5 separate regions of the Mus musculus genome follow, and all the other regions are linked to region 1. The links are chromatin contacts, called in public promoter capture Hi-C maps. All regions are on one chromosome and are shown on one strand. The core of a region is the stretch at or near the end of the contact, and the rest is flanking DNA. Distances in the headings are between cores, read along the strand shown.

Evidence for each region. Promoter capture Hi-C pulls out the DNA fragments that hold promoters and counts their contacts.
Region 2: a contact with region 1 is called in a promoter capture Hi-C map of liver, with 2.6 times the contacts expected there. The contact joins the promoter of Arg2 here to the promoter of Sptb in region 1. A contact is called at or near these places in 3 of 39 promoter capture datasets (hippocampal neurons and liver).
Region 3: a promoter capture Hi-C map of cranial neural crest shows a contact between it and region 1. The contact joins the promoter of Pigh here to the promoter of Sptb in region 1. A contact is called at or near these places in 2 of 39 promoter capture datasets (cranial neural crest and liver).
Region 4: a contact with region 1 is called in a promoter capture Hi-C map of liver, with 2.8 times the contacts expected there. The contact joins the promoter of Tmem229b here to the promoter of Sptb in region 1. A contact is called at or near these places in 2 of 39 promoter capture datasets (both in liver).
Region 5: a promoter capture Hi-C map of liver shows a contact between it and region 1, with 5 times the contacts expected there. The contact joins the promoter of Plek2 here to the promoter of Sptb in region 1. A contact is called at or near these places in 2 of 39 promoter capture datasets (cranial neural crest and liver).

The regions. Positions count from the first base shown.
Region 1 is chr12:76,709,187-76,712,002 of GRCm38.p6, forward strand. It overlaps Sptb (spectrin beta, erythrocytic), which reads right to left and starts at 1,361. Exons shown (of 36, transcript NM_013675.3): 1 at 749-1,361.
Region 2 is chr12:79,129,418-79,132,233 of GRCm38.p6, forward strand. It overlaps Arg2 (arginase type II), which reads left to right and starts at 1,371. Exons shown (of 8, transcript NM_009705.3): 1 at 1,371-1,563; 2 at 2,424-2,496. The coding sequence starts at 1,453.
Region 3 is chr12:79,088,321-79,091,136 of GRCm38.p6, forward strand. It overlaps Pigh (phosphatidylinositol glycan anchor biosynthesis, class H), which reads right to left and starts at 1,350. Exons shown (of 4, transcript NM_029988.2): 1 at 1,120-1,350. The coding sequence starts at 1,299. 9230116L04Rik (RIKEN cDNA 9230116L04 gene) reads right to left here. Exons shown (of 3, transcript NR_110486.1): 3 at 385-1,665.
Region 4 is chr12:79,005,872-79,008,687 of GRCm38.p6, forward strand. It overlaps Tmem229b (transmembrane protein 229B), which reads right to left and starts at 1,406. Exons shown (of 3, transcript NM_178745.5): 1 at 1,102-1,406.
Region 5 is chr12:78,905,527-78,908,342 of GRCm38.p6, forward strand. Plek2 (pleckstrin 2) reads right to left here and starts at 1,412. Exons shown (of 9, transcript NM_013738.3): 1 at 1,365-1,412. The coding sequence starts at 1,406.

The DNA of each region.
Region 1 (2,816 bases), core at 111-2,610:
GGGACTTGAGGATTGTGTTAGAGCTCTTGTTTCTTCCATTTTCTGCTATTTCTCCGGGGCCAAGTTGCTGGAACTGGCACGAAGGGTAACCGTAGAGTGGGCAGTAGCTTGGAGATAAGGAACTCAAAGGGAAAAGGTGGGGGTCCTTGAAGTATAGTCCTGGGACACTTGATCTCTCCCTTCTCAGTCTACACTGGGCCACTCTGCACGTCCTGCCTGACATCCTGAGGCCCGGCCCCCTCTGCTGCCCTGAACTGTCCTCCCAGCCTTGGCACTGGGCAGCCCTGGAGCGCGCTAGCCAAGTTCCAGAAGAGGATCCGACACGCCCGGGGGTTTGAGAAACCAGGCAGCAGGAGGCACAGACGCGGACAGTCCTTAGACCGACGACAGGCAGCCCCCCCCCCCAACTTTGCTCCCAGGCGAGGGTCCTGGGGGAGGCGGCCAAGAGCACAAACCCCCCAAACCCACTCCCCGTGCCCCACGGCGACACTCTACTAGCTGGCTTCCCAAAGCTAGCGCCCTGCTCGCCCAGCGCCTGCGAAACCCACGCGGGTTCCCGCGTCCCGGGGTGACGACTGCCGCAGCCGCCAGGGCCTCCTGGGCTCCTCACCCCTCCCGCCCCGTGCTAGGCACCCGGGGCCAGGCCCCCACCGGGCTGTCGCGTCACCCGCCCCCTGGGCCCCGCACTCCCCGGCGCTGGCTCCGGGGCACCCAGCTCCCTCCCGTCGCGCGGCCCTCGGGGACTCACCTGCGCTGGGGCTGAAGCGGCGGCTACCCCGAGCCCGGGGGCGGCGGCGCAGGGGGAGGAGGGCAGCACGGGGCTCCTGGCACAGTGGCCGCCGGGCGCCTGGTGCAGCGGAGCCGCGGACCCGCCCAGAGATATAAATAACATTATCTGAGGAGGGACATTCCTGCCGGGGGACATCGCTGCTGCCGGGACCAGATAGTCCCGCGGCGGGGGCGGGGAGGCGGGGCTGCAGCCTCCCGCAGCGCCAGGCCCGCCTTCCCCACCCACTCCTGCACCTGCCAATCAGACTGCGCGCCCGGGGGCACCTGCCTAGCCGCTAGCGCCGCCGCCGCTGGGACCTGGGACGCCAGGGTCCTCTCTCACCTCCCCTGATCCCGCACACACAGAGCCCCTTGCCACGGGAAGAGGACTCGACTCTGCTGCTCCGGCCTAATTTGTGTGCCCGGAGCCGCAAGCTGGCGGCGAAAAGGAGTCCTCCCAGCCTTTCCCGCCTAGCGTCCCTGCAGACTACGATCTGGTTTTGAAAAAACATCTAAAGACCCGTTTAGGCCATAGGGTGGGTGAGGAGGGCGCCCCGGCTGTAATGCCCCTCCGGAGATAGGCTGGAAGGGACAGATTGTTCCCGCGGGCGGGTTACGTTAGAAAGCGCGCTCCCGGCCGGCTACAACCGGCTGGTAGTAGGAGCAGACGCTGGGAGCACAGGGGGTGGGCACTGGGCCGAGGCCCCCGCCCCCAGCCTGCGGGCTGGAGGCCGCGGCTCCTGCTTGTAAGCAAGGTACTGTCCCGGAGAACCCGGCTGTGCTGGTTGGTGGCGCTCAGCCTACAGTTGCATATTGCAGGGTCCATAATCAACAGGCAAGCCAGCATACCAGCCCACCTGCACCATCCTGTGAGCCCGGGTCTCCGGGCAAGACCCTGCTTTCTCACTGCAAGCTTTGGTAGGGTGGTGTACAGCAGGCCAGAGGAGATGCTAGAACCAAGGGTGTCAAGTACATCTGCGACTAGGGAGGGTGACACACGGACGAACACGGGCGGCTTGCAAGGCAGGCTATTTCCTTGACTTTTTAACAATACAAGGTCATCGCTCTGTAATGTTGGTTGCGTGCCTTGCTGTACCTTTCCTTGTTTTATTTTTATGGGGGGGGGGGAGGGGCGGCCCTCCATACGCTGTGCCTGGGATGGTCTCTCACAGACTATCAACCCGGGTAATCGCAAGTGTAATGGAGACACCAGTGGCGATTAAAAAGAGCATAGATGCAGAAGGGAGCTTTAACTTTGATGCTCCCCGGAATTCTTAACAGGAAACAGCCTTTCTCTTGACTTGTTTGCTTGAGTGTATAATTACGCTGTTTTCTAGGATTCATGAGCAAAGTGTGTTGAGTTGCCAGATGTTCAAGCTTAGTATTGGGTATTAAAGGTACGCAAAAGATATTTCACTGCCTGCTGCCGTCACACTTCTTTTGAGAGTAGGTATTTGGACAGTAAAAATGCTAATTGGGACAAAATCCACAGGTATTAAAAAGCCATAGAACTCTTCCCTCCCCTTTTGCCTGAGTTCTTATTACATACTAATTTCCCAAATGGCATCAGTATTACAAGGAAAATGACACACCGGCCTGGGCTATCCTAGAGGTTAACAGCGACCTCCCACCTCCTTCCCCCACTCAGACCATCTAGCAATTCTCTGTAGTGAGCAAGAGCTGTAGATCTTAAGCAAAGCACACATTTAGCACTCCAAAGGCCCTGGGACTCCCCAATATCCTCCAGCACCACCCCAAACCATTTGCTTTGCTTGTTGTTGAGTTCAAAATCATCTTTTTAGGAACTAATTCCTGGCAAAAACAAAAAACAGGCCAACTTCAAAAGCTGAGACTTAGATATCACAAGTAGAAATCCTTGATCTATTTTTGAAAGAAAAAGGGAGGGTTGGAATTATGTATTTATGTGTTTTAAACCGTGTGTGAATAAACTTATTAAATAAATTCATGAATCCCAGAATTGCAGCTTTGCAGCTACGTAATTATATATTAGAGGAAACAGATAATTCTTAGCTATAGGCTTGAGGCTC
Region 2 (2,816 bases), core at 121-2,620, 2.4 Mb after region 1:
CTTCTGGAATCCATAGCCACTACGGCTCAAGATCTTCAAACCAAGATCCAGATAAGGATCTCCAAGCCTCCAGATAAGGGTCACTGGTGAGCCTTCCAATTCCGGATTGTAGTTCATTCCAAATATTGTCAAGTTGACAACCAGGAATAGCCACTACAGCAGGCTACAGAGTCACAGTTAAGAGTACAGTGTTAGACAATCTTGCCACTGTATGAAACACTCAATATGTCCATTTTATCATACTGTAAACTTGTGCTTACAACAAAGAATGCAGATCCTTCTATCTCCCCTAGCTTGCTGTGTCTGTGGAGGCAAGAAGCATCGGATTCCCCAGAAGCTGGGGTTAATGGCTATGCATAAAACTCTGCAAAAACCAGGTCCTCTGCAAGAGCAATGTGTGTCCGTAATTGCAGGGCCATCAGCCACTATTTACTATTAAAACCATGAAAAGCTCCTTGATATTTTTGGATTTGTTTCAGCCTCCTTTTAATTTAGAATGATCAGAATGTGTTGATATAGTTGGCCTCTAGTAACCAGTGCTCTTATTGTTCATGTAAAGAACTGAAAACAGGGGCCCAGAGAGGTAGCTGAACAGTTAAGAGCATCTGTTACTTTTGCTAAGGGCTTGGGTTTGATTCTCAGCACTCACATGGTGGCTCATAAAGGTCTGTAGTAACTCTAGTTCCAGCAAATCCTATATCCACTTCTGACTTCCCTGGGCACCATGAATGTCTGTGGTGCACAAACATATATACAGGCAAAACACTCATACACATTTAAAAAAATCTGAAAAGGAAATAAAATTTTGTTTAAAAAAATTAAAAAAAAAATCTAGAAAGTAATTGCTTGGTAAATTCTAAATTCTCCCCAAAGATCCAAGGTAGGTGAGTTTTTAAAAAGCCAGACTCAAGAGGACACTGATGGGGTAAATGTTTCTAGGATTTTAAGCTTTGAGATAGAAAGCTGCAGATGGATGCTGACTTGGTGTGGGTTAGCAGATGACCCCGGGTGCGGGCAGGCCACGGCCAGTGCCAACTCTTCAGCCGAGATAGCGCCTGGGGCGGGTACATGTGTCAAGTTCTCAAGTTCCACTGAGGTCTCCAACCTGGCAGGGACGCTGCTTCCCGGGAAACCACACAGGTGCCACTCTGATCAGCGGCTTTATGGTATCCGCCTTGGTGGCTTAGGCATCGGGGGCGGGGGGAGCGTGTCCAGGGAAAGAGAGGACAGGTCCAATGGTGACTTAACGGCAGGCGCGTCCCAGGCCCTGGAGAGCTGTAGTCCTCCGAGAAGGTGCGCCGGGGGCTGGTTGGAGGCGTGTCCGAGAGATGCTGACGTCACAGGGCGGTGCGCTCGCCTAGTGAAGCATCGAAGCTGTGGGAGGCTGCACTCACTCGAGGTCCTGAGTTGCACCGAGCCGGTTCTCCTAGGGTAATCCCCTCCCTGCCAATCATGTTCCTGAGGAGCAGCGCCTCCCGTCTCCTCCACGGGCAAATTCCTTGCGTCCTGACGAGATCCGTCCACTCTGTAGCTATAGTCGGAGCCCCTTTCTCTCGGGGACAGGTGAGAGCTGCGACCCGAGCTGACGGGACACTAAGCCTAGAGAGTTTCTTGGGGCCAGGAGGGAGGAGGGGGGAAAAAACGGGGGGAAGAGCTCGCGGGATCCCATGGCGGGTACGTGGAGCGCACGTTGGGTTTTCCTGGACCCAGATGGAGATGAGGGACTGATGGAAGGCAAGGGGGTGAGAGAGGGCACTGGGCATCGAGAGGGAGGGAAGTGGGCATCGAGAAGCGAGCATCTGCGGCCTCCAGGACGACGGAGAGTGGGCATTTCCAGCTTTGGGGTGATGACAGGAAGGAAAAGAGAGAGGATTCCATGGAGGAGCTGGAGAAGGCAAAACCGGGATCGTTGAGAAATTGTCGGAGAGGAGGTTAGAGACGGTGACCGGGGATTAAGGCAGGCTTCAGGTTCTATTCTTGCAGAAAGAGCATTAACCTGGAAAGAAATTGATGTCGGTCTCTGCAACTGCGGGAGGGACGAAGGGGCTTTGTTCTGCCTTCAATGAAAGGAACCTGCTGTCGCGGAGGGCGCACTCACTGATGGGGAAGCTAGGTGCCGCGTTCTGCCAGATACAGGTACCGGATCAAAGCTCACTGAGCCCTTTCCTGATCCGAGACTTTCCTGGTCTGGCTCTCAGTGAGGGACTCAGAAGGTTGATTTGCTTTCAAGAACAGAATCTTCCCTCCGCCCATTAAGCATTTAGTGAAACGATCAGCCTTCTACAGTAGAAGTTTTGATGCTGTGAAAGGTTTGCAGAGGAGTCTTTTAGGAGCTCCGGGTAGCAGCAGAGATTTCTGTGTCAAAGTGTTTCTGCTCCTTTCCTCACCTTCTCTTATGTCTGTGGGGTTTGTATGATTCACAGAAGAAGCTAGGAGTGGAATATGGTCCAGCTGCCATTCGAGAAGCTGGCTTGCTGAAGAGGCTCTCCAGGTTGGGTAAGTGGTTGGATTTCTGTGTTTGTTCCGGAAGGGGAAAAAACCTGTTCAGAATCTCATCTCTTCTATCCTGATCCTGTGGTAGCAGCTTGGCACCTGTAATTTGTTCCCATCTGGTATCCTTTGGATTCCTTCTGCAGATAAACATCTATCAGGGAATCTTCAGAGGAAGTCTTCTTGCAGATAGTGTTGGGGAAAGTGAAGCAGAGCAAAGTAGGTCCTGGAACAGTGTACTGCCAGTGTACTGCCAGTGCAGCTAAGGATTCTAGCTCGCTCAAGAGCTAACTGCTCAGTTAACCTTTCCTGGTTACAAGGTAGCT
Region 3 (2,816 bases), core at 100-2,599, 2.4 Mb after region 1:
TATATTTATTTATTGTGCAGAGGTCAGAGGACAATTTTTTTGAATCCATTCTTCCCTCCCATCATGTGGGTTCTGGGGATTCGGCTTAGGTGGTCAGGTTTGGCATTAGGTGGTCAGGTTTGGCATTAGGTGGTCAGGTTTGGCAGTCGCTGCAGTCATCTGATGAGCCATTCATTCCCCAGACCCTCAGTGAGGGGACTTAACTTCATCTATGAAAATCTGTGCAAATTATGATGCTCTGCCACACACTTTGATAGCATAAATGTGATTGAACCAGGTATGATGACACACACCTTTGATCCTAACCCTAGGGAGGCAGAGGCAGGCTCCACATAGAGCCTTCCAGTCCAGACAAAGTAAGAATAATAATAATAGCAAAAGAATAGAAAAAAGCTAAGGGATGTTTTAATACAAACAATATGAAAATTGCAGAAATAAACAGTTCTGGTGTACTGGCTCTATTAAGATCACTCCTGGAATAATATATTCATTTTAGGGCTATACAGGGAGTTAAAACAGAACAGAACATCCTGAACAAAGGCCAATCGGATGACTCTTTTTGCTTGGGAACTGTCACAAAATAATAGCAGTTGACCTTCGCAATATTTTGAACCATTAATTTCAACTTAGAGATGTTAAAAATGAGGCTCGGGGGGAAAAAAGATTAGAAAGTCTGAAAACTGAGCATAGAAAACCCTCGTGTCTTAGACCTGGCAACACTTTAGAAAATGCACTTAAACTGGGGAAGGGTTGGGAGAGGGGATGGTAGTTGACCTGGCCTTGAGAAACAGATATTAGGTGGAGATTCTGTACTGCACAGTTGTGGAGGCAAAAACTTTTCTGTAATTCTGTCGCACGCCTGCTATCCGTTGGCTTTGGTACCCAGTAAGTGATGCGGGAGGATGCACTGAGTTCTCTGAGGAGGTTATGTTCCATGAATGAGCAGGGCAAGTAGGTCCACTGTGGTAGAACGTCCAGAAGCACAAACTTCTCGGGGAGGGAGGGCAGTCCTGCCGTGGAACGGCGACCCTGATCCAGGGAGTCCCCACCCTCCCGGACCCACGGGTCAGCCCCGAGACCTCTCCAAGCTGCCTGCGCCGGCCGAGCGCCCGCCTTTACCTCGCACAGGGTGAAGAGCCCGTAGGCCGCCAGCCACACCGCGCAGGTGACCGCGGTGAGCGAGCACAGCGACAGCCGAGCCGAGCTGAGGCCGAACTCGCGGCAGTACGGTGAGTAGTAGCGGCACCGCAGGGCTAGGCGGCCGCCGCAGATATCGGAGAAGCTCTTCTCGTCCTCCATGGCCGCACACACCTGAATGTCGCGCCGCTCTAGCCCACCCGGAGGCTCGAAGTCTCGTTGGCTCCCGACCATCCCGGAAGCGGCTGAGCCCTGCCTGTCCGCGCAGCCGTAGTCGCTCACTGAGAGCAGGGCTGGGACTTGCAGCAAGTTCTCCCAGTTTATCCTTAGCCCAAACTCCCCAGAACCGCGGCACCAGTTTTGGGCAGATTAAGATCTCTGTTCATTTGACTGACTCATTTATATTGTTACGCCAGAAAGACTCCCCCAAAATGGTCTGCAGGTGTAACCATTCATTCATTCATTCATTCATTTCCCTGCGAAGGGATTTTAGGTACTGAAGATTTCTGTCTCTACATAGCTTCTTTCCTAGTAGGAAAAAAAAAAAAAAATAGACGTAACTTAAGTAGTGTTATTGACAAAAATGTTCAGACTAGTAGAAGGTCTGGGCAGCTTTAAGTAAAGGTCTTAAAGGTCTTCGCCATTAAACCTACAAGGGCCACACTGTTCTGTGGGGAGTTGGGGTGGAGGTGGGGGTAGTCTCCAGAAAGAAGGACCAGGAAAAAACAAAGTTGGAGGCTGGAATGGGTTTCAGTCACAGGAATCAAAAAACTAGCAAGGCTAGGATGCATGGGAAGAGAAGGTAGGCTTTGAGTTGGGCAGATGGCTCAGCTGCTAAAGAGTATATTAATCCAAAAAAAAAAAAAAAACGAGAGGAGAAAGACCGCCACCCAAATCATCATGACCAAATTAATTAAAGCAAGCTTTAAAAATTCACATACACGGGCTGCCTCCTCCTGAGATGGGGTTCAGCTTTGGATGTGAAGGCAGGCTTTTATAGCTCAGGGATAGGAAGGTTTCCAAATGAGGGGTTTGTCTGTCAAAATATAGTTATAGGAGCAGCACACAAGCATAGCAAGTAAGTCCCTCTGGAACAGAGACACAAGGTTGCAAAGATGGGCCTAACAAGGTAGCTATATAACCCTTTGAAGCAAAGGTCAGGTTGCAAGATGACTATAAACAACTTTTTGAAACAAAGACGTGATTGCATTCTTGGAACAAGCAGTACAGAACCATTTGTAGTTAAGGTCACAGGTGGGGCATAGCTCAATCCTTGAAAAACAGGTTTACTCATAAACAAGAATGAACCTAGATTGTCTTCACTGTAAGATGACTTTCAAGCCTAATATGGAAGCAGGCTGGTTCTTCAAGTACTTATCACTAGGGAAAGGTAACTGGGGGAGCCACTAATAGATGCTGTTTGCCAACCATATATTTGCATGGATGGAGCACTACTGTGGCAGTGCACAGACAATCATACTTCTGATGATGTAATTATTTCCACTGTTTTGAATTTATTCTTAGAACTTGAGTCACTATAAATATGAATAATGGAGAAACAAATGTAATTGAATAATCCCACTGAGGACTCCACAGGCTCAGGCTGGGCTCTTCAAAGCTTTTCTGTGGAGCTCTTGCTTTAGGATTTGCTTACACTTGGATTTCGTAGTTCTAAGACT
Region 4 (2,816 bases), core at 156-2,655, 2.3 Mb after region 1:
ATCACACACACACACACACACACACACACACACGAGAGAGAGAGAGAGAGAGAGAGAGAGAGAGAGAGAGAGAGAGAGAGAGAAAGAGAGAGAGAGAGACTAGGCTTTCTGAAGACCCCAGTATGATGATCATTTGTTATTGGGGTACAGAGAACACTCAACAATGGGTAAGCAGAACCCCAAGTTTACACTGGAATGCAGCTTTCGTGAGCATCTAACCAAAGTTGGAATAACCAGACACCACAAACCCTGAGCACGAAGAGATCATACCTCCATCCCCTAAGAAACCCCAGGAAGGAAAGGAGAAACGGTGAGGGAAAGAGGGGAAACGGGTCCTCATAGAAAGAGAGAAAAGAAGGCACCTGGGAAAGACGCCAATACCTCCCTGGCCTTGCCAGAAATAGGGCTACCCATCTCAACCCTCCAGTTCCCACAAGGAAACAGAGATGGTGAATGCAGGTGGCGAACTAGCAACCAGGGGCTGAGCACTGACCTAGGCACCCACCTGAAAAAAAAAAATGCCAAGGTGTGCAGCCCACCATCACCCAGTTCTTTTATGCGGACGGAAGAAAAGGCATTTTGACAAGGTTCCTTCCCCAACCCGCAAAGTCAGGAGGGTCTCTGGTCCCTACTCCCAAGACCTGGCTCTCCAGCGTCCATCCAGTCTGGCGCCCCCCTCTGTCCTTTGCAGAGGGCCTCGGGGTGCATTCCCCTGGGTTAGGGAGATGTCAACCTTCAGAGGTCTCAGATCCTCAGTCAAGTCTTTCACCCTCGTCTCAACCCGGCACCTCTTTGTTTCAGGCGGGGAAAGTTGCCAATGTGCACCCCTTTCACCAACACGCCCCCCTGTGCGCCCATCCCCCGCAGGGAATCCAAGCTCAGACACAGCATCTAATCTGCGGCTCGCTCTCCAGCCCCAGCAGCCTCTCCGAAACCGAAAGCAAAGAGGAAGCGGGATCCGGTAGTGTCCCCACGCGGGGTCGCCGGGTCTTCCCTATCACCGCCCCATCACCCGCGCCCCCTCGCTCAGCGCTGCCCGCCCCGCGCAGACACCTCTCTCCGCGGCGGAAAGGCCTCTGTGCGGGCATCGTGGGCACCTACCGGTGCGGGGCCGGGGACGAGGGTAGGGCAAGGCAAGGCAGGGTCGGGCGGCCGTCTGCCCGACGCAGGTGCGGCCAGGAGCGCGGTCTCACGGGCTGGCTCCCGCTCCTCCTCCGCGCCGGGACTCGGGGCGCTCTCCTGCGCCGCCTGTTCCCTGCCCCCACGCCCGGCGCTCCGGCTCCCCCCGCGCCGAGTGACCGGACGAGACTCCCCCACGCCACCCGCCCGCGACTATTCCCGCATCCAGTGTCCGCGGCCGCCGGGGCGGCGCGGGGCCCGGGTAGCTGCAGCCGCTGCTGCCCCACGGAACCCAGCCCCAAGCGGCGGCGGCCGCACTCACCCATAGTACGGATGCGGTGCAAACTGCACATGCTCGCTTCTGACAGGCGCTCTGCCCCCGGCCCTGTTTAACTCCTTCAGCGCCCGCGTGTCCGCCGGGCCCGCTGCCCCCGCCGCCCACGCCAACCCAGACGACTCCCGCCACTCATCCCCAGCCTGGGGTCAGCCCTGCCAGGACTCCGCTCGCAGCCTCCGCAGCTCAGGTGGCTGCTGTAAAGATTCCTTGGCCCTCCCTGCCATCCATGTGTGGAGTAAGGGTCACCTCCTGATTGTAGGAGTTGTAGGGAACTGCTTGCAGAACATTCACTCTGGGTATCTGGGTATTGTGAAGGTTCAGGCTACCAGAGATCCACACTTCACATGGTGTTGCACACCCACTGTGTGCCCTCAACGTATTTCATACAAATTAATCTTTGAAGCAGGCAGATCAGGTCGGGTTTTTTTGTTTTTTGTTTTTATCATCATCATCATCGTCGTCGTTATTATTCTCATTTCTAAGATGGAGAAACTGAGGCCCGTGCAAAAACTAGAATTTGCCTCAATCAAGGCCTGGACCTCCAAGGTCCACGATTTGGTTTGTAAAGATTAAATGGAATTTTTTTTCTGAGGTCTTCTTAGGAGGTGCAAAACAATGGACATTACTGTAAAAACAACAAAAGAAAGGCAACAAAAGCCCTTGGCAATTTAGAATTCAGAACGTGGGAAATCAGCTCAATGAGGCCAAGTTCAGATAGGCCTTTCAACTAGTCGTGGGTCCTGCAGGAAACAGGAATGAAATTTCCCTTTCAGGCACCAACCATGAGTGCTGGTGCTGGGTACTTCAGCCAAGAGGAACATACAATCTTGAAGGCCTATAATAACATGTGGGAAGGTCTTGTTTTCTGCTTTTAGGATAGGTCTGTTCTTGAATTCCCCACACTCCTGTTCCCACCTGCCCAATGTTAGGATTACTGGAAGGCCCCAACAGGTCTGGCATGGACATGTATGGATGTCCATTTTAAAAATAAATCAGATATGAACCAACCAGACCCCCCAGAGCTCCCAGAGACTAAACCACCAACCAAAGAGTACACATGGAGTGACCCATGGCTTCAGCCGCATATGTAGCAGAGGATGGCCTTGCCAGTCATCAATGGGAGGAGAGGCCCTGGTCCTGTGAAGGCTCCATGCCCCCAGTGTAGGGGAATGCTAGGGCAGTGAGGTGGGAGTGGGTGGGTGGGTGAAGGCAGGGGGTGGGGGGAGGGGATAGGGGGTTTTCAGAGGGGAAACCAGGAAAGGGGATAACATTTGAAATGTAAATAAAGAAAATATCTAATAAAAATGTTTCAAGGAAAAATGAATAAATAAAAATAAATCAGAGAGCAGTCTTTCACAAT
Region 5 (2,816 bases), core at 162-2,661, 2.2 Mb after region 1:
AACCCAGTAAACCAATGAGGAGGACAGTTTTTTACCCTTCATCACCAAGCTTCCTGAGACTGTCAGCCCAGAACAGTAGCCAAAGGGCTCAGCCGCCAATACATATATATATGCATACATATACACACATATACATACATATGCATATACACATATACATATACATACACATACATATACATACATATACACACATATACACACATATACATGCATATATACTCATATACATACATATACACACATATACATACAAATACATGCATATATGTGTGTATACATATATACACATACACACATGTATATCTATATGCATACTATGCATGCTATTATACTAACATAAATATTCAGTATTGACATCAATGTTAAAGTAATTGTTTTAGAAGTTAGAGATCAAATCCAAGGTTTTCTGAATGCACCAAACTGTAAAAGTTCCTCTTTTAGGTTCTTTCGTTCATTTTCTACCTTGACCCTAGGCATCCTGGGAGTCCCACTGTCCCTGGTTGGACTCTTGCTTCTTCAACAAGGGTGATGAGGGAGGACTAAGGATGGAGTTCATGTCCTATCTAATACTCACCTACGCTAGACAAGCTATTTCGCCTTGCTGATGCTCAGTCTTGAGCAGAGAGAGAGAGAGAGAGAGAGAGAGAGAGAGAGAAGAGGGAGGGAGGGAGGGAGGGAAGGGTGGTGCCTTCTTTCCTTTCAAGCTGTAAATTGCACGGCATATCCATGGTGCCTTATATTTCAATATCATACTTAATTGAGACATGGCTGTGCATATGCATGGAGCACATACATTGGGTTGTCAATCATAGGCACGGCATGCAATGATCGCATAAGGGTAACTGGCAGCTCCATCACCTCAAACATTTATTAACGTTTCTTGGTGTTGGAAACATTTAAAATCCCCTTAGCTACGTGAGAATATACTCTTAACTGCGGTCAGCCACAGTTAACTCTCTACCACAGAAGGTCATTCCTACTTTCCAGCCGTACCTTTTAACTATGCTCTCTCCACCCTGCACCCACACCACTTTATGGTACTTTAATACAGTGTGGTGTGGTGTGTGTGTGTGTGTGTGTGTGTGTGTGTGTGTGTGTGTGTGTGTGGTGTGTTGCTGTGGACCAAATCCAGGGCCTTGAGTATGCTAACCATGGGTCCTGTCCCTGGCTTCGCCCTCAATTCCAGTAAATTGTTTTAAGAGATCCACCGGAGAGAGTAAGCCCTGAACCAAGCAGGACCAGCCTGTGCATGCCAGATCCGCTGGCCAGTGGGAGCACTTCGCCAGCTCGTCACCTTGTCCAACACTTGCTCGCCCCGCTGTCCCCACGGCCACGCGGGCGCGAGGCCAGAACACACTCACCCTCTTGACGAGGAAGCCTTCCTTGAGCACGCCGTCCTCCATGTCGCCAGTCCAGGTGAGCTGTCCCCGCGCTCCACCGCCGACGCCGCCCGCGCCCAGGAAGCCACTCCCTCCCGGAGACGCCCCCTGGCGCACATCCAGTGCCAGAGCCTCCCGCCCTGCGGGCAGGAAGTCTGGCCCGGTCGGGACTTCTGCTCCGACCTTCCCACGCCAGGTGCCCAGTGTGCCAACCCTACCCCGCACGGCCCGCGGTGATCGCCCAAGAACACGACCCTGGACCTCTGTCTATAGTTCTGAGCCTTTCCTGAGAGGCAGAGGAGTGTATAGAGCAAGTACGAGAATCTCAAGTTTAAGGTGACTGGCATAGTCTACAGAACACATTCTCACCTCAATGTGTACATCACACCATCCTCATCTCAAAAGCAAACAACCAAAAAGAATCAGATTTTAGCAATTCTGGGTGAGTTTAAAGAGCGTGCAAAATAATCGAGTCATCCGTGTAAGTCATATTGTAATACGATATTTTAAAATAAAAATTAACGCCTATGATGAAGAAAATATCCCGATAGAATCAACACAACGTTCTACCACATCATGTTGGCACCTGAAACAAGAAAACGACAGTGGTGCTGATCTGCATAGAATCCCTGATATCTTTGCTCAGCAGAGGGAACACCTGCTAGGCAGGACAAAGGCCCTGGGGTGTCTGGATTAGAGAGAGAGAGAGAACTGCCGGTAATGGAAAGACAGAGATGCCCTTCAGTCTGGCTCCCAGCACACCCTAGTGTCCCTATGCTGGGCTCTGCCCCACATGCCCCTGCGGTCTGTGACAAACATACATCTTCACCTGTAAAGCAAGAGATCTGGCAGTGTTGTGTTGCCAGGTAACAGCTTCCTAGATTTTAAATCCAAAGACAACAGAGGTTCCATTCTCTTTCCAATAGTGCTAGGTTTTATTTGCAATTATACCCCAACTCCAGGAGGCAAATAATGTGTTTTCCAGGAAACTGAAACTTGAAGCCATTGAAGTCACTCGGAACCATATCACACCAGGGCATTGGAAGAAATCGTGCTTCCGAATACCAGAAGGGCTCAAACCCAGAGTAGGAGAAGCTGGGAAAGTCAGATCCTATACCTGTCTACTCCTTTTAGGAGGCATGGACTGGGCCTTTTCTTTAGAAAACGGGTTCTTAAGTGGGTTCTCTGAAAGGGGGGAAGTTGGTTTTTTCTCCTGGTGGTGTTTCTCCCAGGAACAGCTAAGGCGCTTCCTTTGAGGGAAACCCCTGTCCCAGCCCACCCCGTCTGATTCACTGGACCTTCAGTGTGACTCACCTCCTCTGTCTTCCCCAGTCTGTCATGACTGCACCACCAACCTACCAAGGAACCGCGATGACATAAACCCAGCTCAACCAGAAGAAAACAGACAGCAGGAACGCTTGGACTTGGGGAGGA